2 separate regions of the Anas platyrhynchos genome follow, and region 1 is linked to region 2. The links are chromatin contacts, called in public Hi-C maps. All regions are on one chromosome and are shown on one strand. Each heading gives the region's core, a stretch centred on a gene start, on an enhancer-like site or on the middle of the called end of the contact. The rest is flanking DNA. Distances are from core to core; before and after follow the strand shown.

The links. A called contact is a pair of places that touch in the nucleus more often than the background predicts.
Region 1: a Hi-C map of subcutaneous adipose tissue shows a contact between it and region 2, with 1.9 times the contacts expected there. The contact joins the enhancer-like site here to the promoter of AKAP5 in region 2. A contact is called at or near these places in 3 of 8 Hi-C or Micro-C datasets (liver, skeletal muscle and subcutaneous adipose tissue).

Annotation. Positions count from the first base shown.
Region 1 is chr5:7,887,734-7,891,467 of IASCAAS_PekinDuck_T2T, forward strand. It overlaps ZBTB1 (zinc finger and BTB domain containing 1), which reads left to right. Exons shown (of 4, transcript XM_038180707.2): 3 at 2,362-2,423. Among named protein-coding and RNA genes, the nearest start is that of HSPA2, 13 kb to the right of the region's middle. Within about 2 kb of position 1,313, at least 4 of the 8 cell types and tissues checked have an H3K27ac peak or open chromatin away from gene starts, as enhancers often do. A contact at or near this core is called in subcutaneous adipose tissue, where this site is marked.
Region 2 is chr5:7,852,563-7,856,313 of IASCAAS_PekinDuck_T2T, forward strand. AKAP5 (A-kinase anchoring protein 5) reads left to right here and starts at 1,713. Exons shown (of 2, transcript XM_027458023.3): 1 at 1,713-2,140; 2 at 3,354-3,751.

The DNA of each region.
Region 1 (3,734 bases), core at 63-2,562, 35 kb after region 2:
TTAGAGCGTTAAACCCTTAAAGCACTTAAGGATCCTTGAGTGTGGACATGTGAGCGTATCACATTAGACAAAGCATAGCCAGAAAGGAACAAGGGCTTGCTGGTTGTTCTGTCTTATATTTTAAAGTGATTTGCTATTCTTATTTCTAGAGGCTTTCTCTTTTCTGTTATTTTCCTCATTTTGGCAGTGGGGTGGGTTGCAATCCTGAAAATAATTTATTAGTAGCTAGCGTAGCTCTTAGATTTCAGGGATTTACTGAAACTCATAAAGACCTTGGGTAAGCTTTAAAATATAACAGAAGCTGCCAAGCTTCTTATTCATATCAGAGGAGATGTTTAATATGTATACACACTTGTAAAATACTTGTAAATGCTTATTGGCAACTTGTTAATTCAAAGAGTATTTACATTTGTGTAGAATAATATTTGTAGCTAGCAGGTCCATGGAGAAACCTTGATTTGGATAGATTAGAATATCACAGAACTGTAAGAATTTATACTTTTACTAGGGGACTTTATTTAACATAGTTAATGGAGAAAATACAATTCAGCATATTTTTATTCAGAGATGAAGACACTTCTGAAGACTGCTGTTCTGCAGAATGTATAACAAATACATTGTTATACAATAGAAAAGAAAAGATACAGAGAAGCGAATACTTTGAGTACGCTACTGTATTTGAACACAGCAGTGCTAAAAACATTGTGAGCATCTCAGCTATTGCTGAGGATACAAGTTAGCTCCTGATGGCAGTGCCAGCCTGGGCACTGGCAGGCCTCTTCTTCTTCCCCACCTCGTGTCAGCTCTCATACCCTTGTGTGTGTGCCACCTTCTCCATTGTCGTGGAGCATGTGTCTATGTCGCTTAACAATGAGCTACGTAGACAATGGACTTTATTTTTCCCTGTGGGGATTTTTTTTTTGGCTGGACCAGTTCCCCATTACGCTTCCCTCCCCGCCTCTGTCTCAAGCCTTGTGCGAGCACAATAGAAGGGGTGGCACGAGGGGAGAAACGAGTGGCTGGGAGGGGGCTCGTTTTCTTACACGAGCTGTGGCAGAACTCGGAGCGTGGCTGGAGCTTAACTAAGTCTCTGTCTCCCCCCAGCATCTTCGTGGAAGCTGCACTCTTAATTCATCTCCCATTTCCTGATAAGGAAAAAAGGCAGCCCAGCCTCTTGCATGCAGATGAGACACATCTATGCTATCTGCCCTCTTTATAGGAATTGGAAACCTTCCTGCGTTCAGCTCACCCCTCAAATATGCTCTGGAGCTTTCTTCGTCTTTCTTGAAATAGACGACGTAGCGCTCCGCGCTGGGTTAGTGCGGTTGGCCCGGGCCTGAGGCCAGGAATGAGCTGGGCCCCTTGGCCAGCCCAGCACCAGGAACTGCTCCCACCTTCCCCTGCTCTCTGTGCCCTCCGGCTGCAGCTGGACCCTGCTCTCATGCTGCCACGCTTTTCTATATCTTGTGATACTAGGAGACAGTTGTCCGGTTTGGTCTGATGTTGAGAGATTGGGGTAATTCCTTTTAAAGCTAAGGAGGTGCTGGCAATATCTGTTCAAACCCCAGCATGCCTGCTTCTGGATTTTAGGTGCTTCCCGATCTGAAAGGGTTAAAAATCAAATATTCTCAATTGGTTTGAAGCTTGTCACTGACTTAAAGATGGAGCATGACTAATTTGACTTTATAAAAGTCTGCTGAGGGCCAGAAATTAGGAACATGTTTTTAAAAGCTGACATTTCTGTAGTTCTCATGGCTATAAACCAGTTTTCTGCATTATCATCCAACTTTCAAAAAACCTCCTAAAAAAATTGCTGTGCAGTATGCTCTTGAGACAAGTTAGTAAGCTGAGTTTTTGAAGGTGTAAGATGCCAAAAAAAAAAAACAGGACAAGTTTTATAAATTATGTGTCTTCTGCCACTTCTACAGTTACTTTACAATTCTGGAACTAATTGTGATGTTATGTTTTCATGAAGAAAGACAAATCCTAATTTGATACAGGGCAACCGACCGCATGACTCAGGAGTCAGCTTGTCATGACTATAAATGTTCAGCCCCGAAACGAACAGCCCGTGTTCCTTCTTGTGTGCTAGGATGACCACTGCCAACTTTACAGGAGAGATGCTATCAGATCTTTCTTTGGATCATTTTTGTCCTCAACTGTCTTCTGTCTTTTTAATTGAAGTCAATATTGGGCATCATGTTTTTAGAGAAACTGTTTCCTGTATACATTTGCTATTAAAAAGCAGTTGAAAATGTATTTTTAAAGTTTCAGATTAGTGTGTGTAAGGGAACATATTGAAATTATAAGAAGGGCAAACAAAGACCAGATTTTAACTGCCCCTTTGTTTCACATTGCCAGCCTGCCACGCCTCATCCCGAGAACCTAGGATTTCAGAAGTGTCCAGTATCTTTGATTTTCTTGTAAGTCAGAGGGATACCTCTGTTGTGCACTATGGTCTTACGCCCCATATTAATAATCATTTTCTAAAATACACATCTGTCTCATGGTGTATTAAAACATACAACTTTAACTTTTACCATTCGGAGAAAACAAACAAAAAAAGTTTAATCCTTTCTTATGCCTTCTGGCATACTAAAACTATAGTAAATCTTCCTGCAACTACAACCACAAAAACAATGCTGTTTCTCATGTTTCCTGTGGGAGAAAAAAAATTGAGCCCTTTCAGAGCTGTTTAAGAACTTCCCTCTCAATGACTAAGTCTTGATGCTGGTGTTGTTTTTACTTACTGTGATTTGCATCAATGAGATTTTGGGGTGTGTGTGTGTGTGTATAGATATAGTAAATGAGATGATCTCAGACAAGTGTGCCTTGTGGTTCTGCAGACATCCAAGGACTCCTGAGAGGGAATGAGAAGCGAGCATTCCTCAAAGGTCTCAAAATCCCAGAAGCTGGGTGGACTGTCGGAAATCCACTGGGAAATCCAGGGCTTTCTGTAAATCCTTGGTTTCCAAACCTGTCTGTAAGGCAAAGTGTCAATGCATTGCCAAGGTCTCTGCAGCAGTACTGTTGCCAGCATGAAAGATGCAAAAAACAGACCTTCCCTTGGGCTTGTTTTCTTTCTCCCCTGTTACAAGGTTTTTATGTTAAAAAATCATCCTTTCAGCTTTTCTGTTTGCAAAGGCGAGGGCTAAAAATTTGCCTTTTTCTTACATGTTCATTTGAACCTACTGCTTTAAAAAATAAATGATAAAAGTAGTGCGAGTTGGTGACTCAGTGATACCTATTCTCTCCTTTTTTAGGTAACTGTCCCACTACACTGGGGATGGTTACCAGAGGGGCATCTGCTTATGAGTCCCCAGAAAATTAATAGGAAAAATAACGTGATGGTCTCTCCGTGGAAAACAAAACAGAACACAAGACCATGAGTTTGTGGAAATACCAATACATTGACTAAAAATAGGGGGTTCTGAGTATCATAGATTAATTTTGGTTTTGGCAATAGATATACCATGCCTGTGGTGTCTGCCACACTCCTTTCTTTTGTAAAAGTCATTGTTAGAGCATTTATTTGGGGTGTGAAAGATGGTGCTTCTCTTCTGTCCCTGCCTACAGGGTTTCTACATCCCCTGAGAGAGTTTCAGCTAACAAACTGCTGAGATTCTGGTTTTTAGCCATTGGTTATTTAATTATTTATACAAAGGAGAAGTATTTTGAGATGAAATCTACAATATCTTTCCTTCAGCAGAAGGAAAAATACAGCAGGATTGTAG
Region 2 (3,751 bases), core at 463-2,962:
CGGAGGGTTTGGTATGCACGGGGGGGACAGGTGGTGACAAAGTGTAAGGGCCAGCAGCAAATAATGGAAAACAGCCCTCAGCATCCCTAGAGGTGAGTGGCAGATGCTTTTCTAACCTGCACTTTAAGCCTAGTAGGAAGTCCCTACCCTACGTCTTGCAGGACTGTTTCATAAATAACATTGGAGTGTTTTTAACTTTCCATTGTGACTAAGTATGGCAGTTAGTTCTTGCCCTATCAAATTGGACACAAAGAATACTTAAATTTCTTAACTGAATGTTGAAAGGTTGTCTTCCCTTCCTGTTGCCTAGAGAAAAAACTAATTATGTACAAATTTGTTTTCTGTAGGCTATCTGTGGGCCCAGAGCCCTTAGCTGGTGTTATGGCCATCCATTCCCCTAGCTGTGCTGTAATAAGAGTCTTGCATCACTTCATCTAAGAAACAATACAGATTTTTTGACTAGCAATGAGGACAAAACAAGGTGTTACTTGGCTGGGTTGCTGCACATCGTTGGTGTGTACCAGAAAGACCCTCAGAGCCTACGGAGGGGCTAGGTTCTTTCAAGCATGAAAGCTTACCCATCATCTGAGCAGATCCTCTGCTTTTGCTGCTGAACCTGTTATCCATTACCCTTGTCTCATACCCTTCAGTGCTACCATCTTCCCCTGAAACGACAGGAATAATTGAATTTTGTGTGAGGTGGTTTCAAAGGGGATTGATTAGAACCTGCCTCCTTCAAACCACCCTGGAGGTAGCGCACGCACGTTAGCAATCCTCATTACCGCTGCCTGCCTCCGCCTGGAACCAGGGGAAATATCCTCGCGCTGAGGGGCCTTGCTCAGCTTTAACGCAGAAGTGTATTGTAATTAGAACCCACTGTGCACCCCGTGGAGAGGAGCCGTTTCCAAATGAAGATTATTATCCTGCGTGAACGCAAGCAAACACATCTCTTAGGGGAGCTTTTAAAATGGCAATTCCTTGTGGTTACATGATACACACTTCTGTCCTACTGGTTGAAATTTCAGCCAAAAGAACCCCTTCTACCTTTTTCCTATGAGCACGCTAGGGAAGGGGGAGGCCATGTATATTTTTCTAAGGCTAGCCTACGCTGGAAGCCACTTGCAGGTTCCAAGTATGCTGCCTCGCCTGGTTTCTTATGTGCAAGCATGCTGTGAAGCAGTTAACATCCTTGAAACATTTGTGGGCGTCAGTAAGCTCCCCGTTGAGATGAATGGGGACATTCAAGCATCTCAAACTACGGTTTCATGTAGTTCTTCCACTGCGCTAGGTAGTCCTTTTTCCAGGGGCCCTCCCATCAATCGTAACAGCTGGAGATGCAATTTTTTAAAGTCAGATCTCAGTAGCTATGAAGAAAAAAGGCCCATGTGAAAGGGGTACTTATCTCTTATTTTGGGGCAAGGATTGGCCTAAATCTAGACCTGGCTGCCCTTACCACCAGCCCTAAATGCGCAGTGACCCAAACAGCATGGGCTTGATGCCAGCAAAGGTTTCAGGTGGGACAAAAACAGCTGTGAGGAGCAAGAGTCTCTTCCTTCCTGCACTGTCAGGACGTACCTGCTCTGCAAACGCCAGCAGCCCCTTCCTCCTGGGTGTGCTCTGCTCCCACCGAGCCTTTTGCTGCTCTTGGGATCCGAGTTGCAAACCGCAGCTCAGGCGCTGGGAGGACCTTGGCCTCGGCTGTAGTTTGCGGTTTGTGCATCTGCTGATGCTCTGCGCGACCTGGGAGGGGAAGAAGGGATGCTCGGGGAAGAGGGCGAGGGCTGCTGCCCTGCGAGCCTCAGGATGCCAGGAGGGAGGGATGCGTCCCCATAAGACGAGGGCATGCTTCCCATAAGAGCCAGGGACGCTGCCTGCCAGGAGATCCGGGGGCTGCCCGGTGAGAGGAGGGATGCTGCTCCCTTTTCCCCATCCCCACGCTCCCGGGGAGGCTGCGAGGCGGCTCCCCCCGAGCATCCCCGGTACCGAGGGCCGGTCGGGGGCTGCTGGGGCGGGGGCCGGGGGGCGGGGGGCTGCCGGCAGCGCCCTCCCCGCCGGCCCGGGGGGCGCGGCTGCAGCGGGAGGCGGCGGCAGCGCAGCCGCGCAGGAGCCGCGCAGGAGCCGCGGCCGGGCCGCGCAGCAGGTGAGGGGCGTGAGGGCGGCGGGGGGCGAGCACCGCGACGGGGACGGGGAGCGGGGGGCCCTGGGGGAGACCCCCCGCTTGGGGCCGCTGCAGCCCCGAGGAGCATCCTCACGTCCCCTCCGAGGGGTTTGGGGACCGGGGGGGCTGGTGGGGATGCGGCGGTGCACGGCGGCTCCCGGTCCGCGCTGAAAATCCCCCACCTATAAAATAAAAAAAACTTCCCGGGATGAGCCGGGCTGTGCCGGGAGCACCGGGTTTGGTGTCCTTCACACGTGCTTCTGGCCGCTGGATGCGTTTTGCGCTTCGGAACGAGCCGGGGAGAGGCAAAGCGGCGCGGTGGGGAAAGCCCCGGCCGGAGCCCGGAGCCCGGAGCCCGGAGCCCGCGATGGGGTCGGCGGCGGGGCCCCGACCCCGGCAGCGCTCCGGGAGCCGCGGCCACAGCCCCGGACGGCGCCGCCGGGAGCGGCCGCGGGAATTGTTCCGCTCCCCGCGGCGGGGCGCGAAGCGCTCCTCAACAATTTCCCCAAGTAGTCGAGACAGCCACCGAGAAGTTGGGCTGCTCGCTGCAATATGCGTTTTTACCTCCCAAAGCGTTCTGACGGTGGTTCGAGGCCTTTTTTTTTTTTTTTTTTTTTTTAAGGGTTACATACATCTTTCTTTTGATGAACACATGCAGTGTTAATTGAGGTTGCCATGGAAGGCATGCACGTAGTATAAATATGCTTCCTTCTAGCCATGTGATTTCTCTTTTGTATTCCACCAGCTTCTTCTTGTATTCTGTGTTTTGCATATTGTCATATGGTGCATTAAAGATAAAAATATCTGCTGTCTCAGAGTGTAATTTCCCTAGCTGGAACTATGAGTGCATATGGAGCTGTGGGGGAAAGATTTAGCTAACCGTAGGAGAAGAAAATATATGCGTGCATGTGTAATATATTTGCCATAATGTGGGCAATTAAAAAAATATAGCTGCTTCTGCCACGCAAAGTAGTATTTTCTGTGGTGGAACATCACTGGGTTGCCATAATAGTGGCTTTATTTTGCCTGTGCATGCTGATGCTCATTAGTGGAAAAAACTGCTGTGGTGCATCCTGAGGTAGAAATGCTTTTCCACCCTTCGTCTGCACCTCAGACTAAAATATTATGCTAAAAATACTTTTCAATACTTTAATTTTTGCCCTGCGGTTCTTAACATTTCTTTGTTATGTTACAGATCAGAGATGGAAGCATCGGCTGCACTTCGAGGCAAAGCTCACCTAACCTGCGGTGGGAACTGAAGCAGAAAGCAGAGGCAAAGTAGCAGCTGACCTTGTCACTGGGGGGCAGAGCACCGCCGCCGTTTTACTGTTGCTTCAAGCAAGTTCCTTGTGCAATGTGAATTGCAGGTGGCTCAGCCAACGCCGGTTCTTCCCAGGGTGAATAAAAATTGTTAACTCTTGGCTTGATTTGTCATCCTTTGGGGGAATAAAAAGCAGTGTCAGACTGTCTGTTACATGGTCATATTGTTAGACCACGCACAACCTGAAGTGGTTTATCCTGGAGGTGAGAGTGACTCTGGTCAGCGAAGCAAAGGAGAGCTGGTTCTTAAAGTCTGCCCAGAACTCCTTGGAG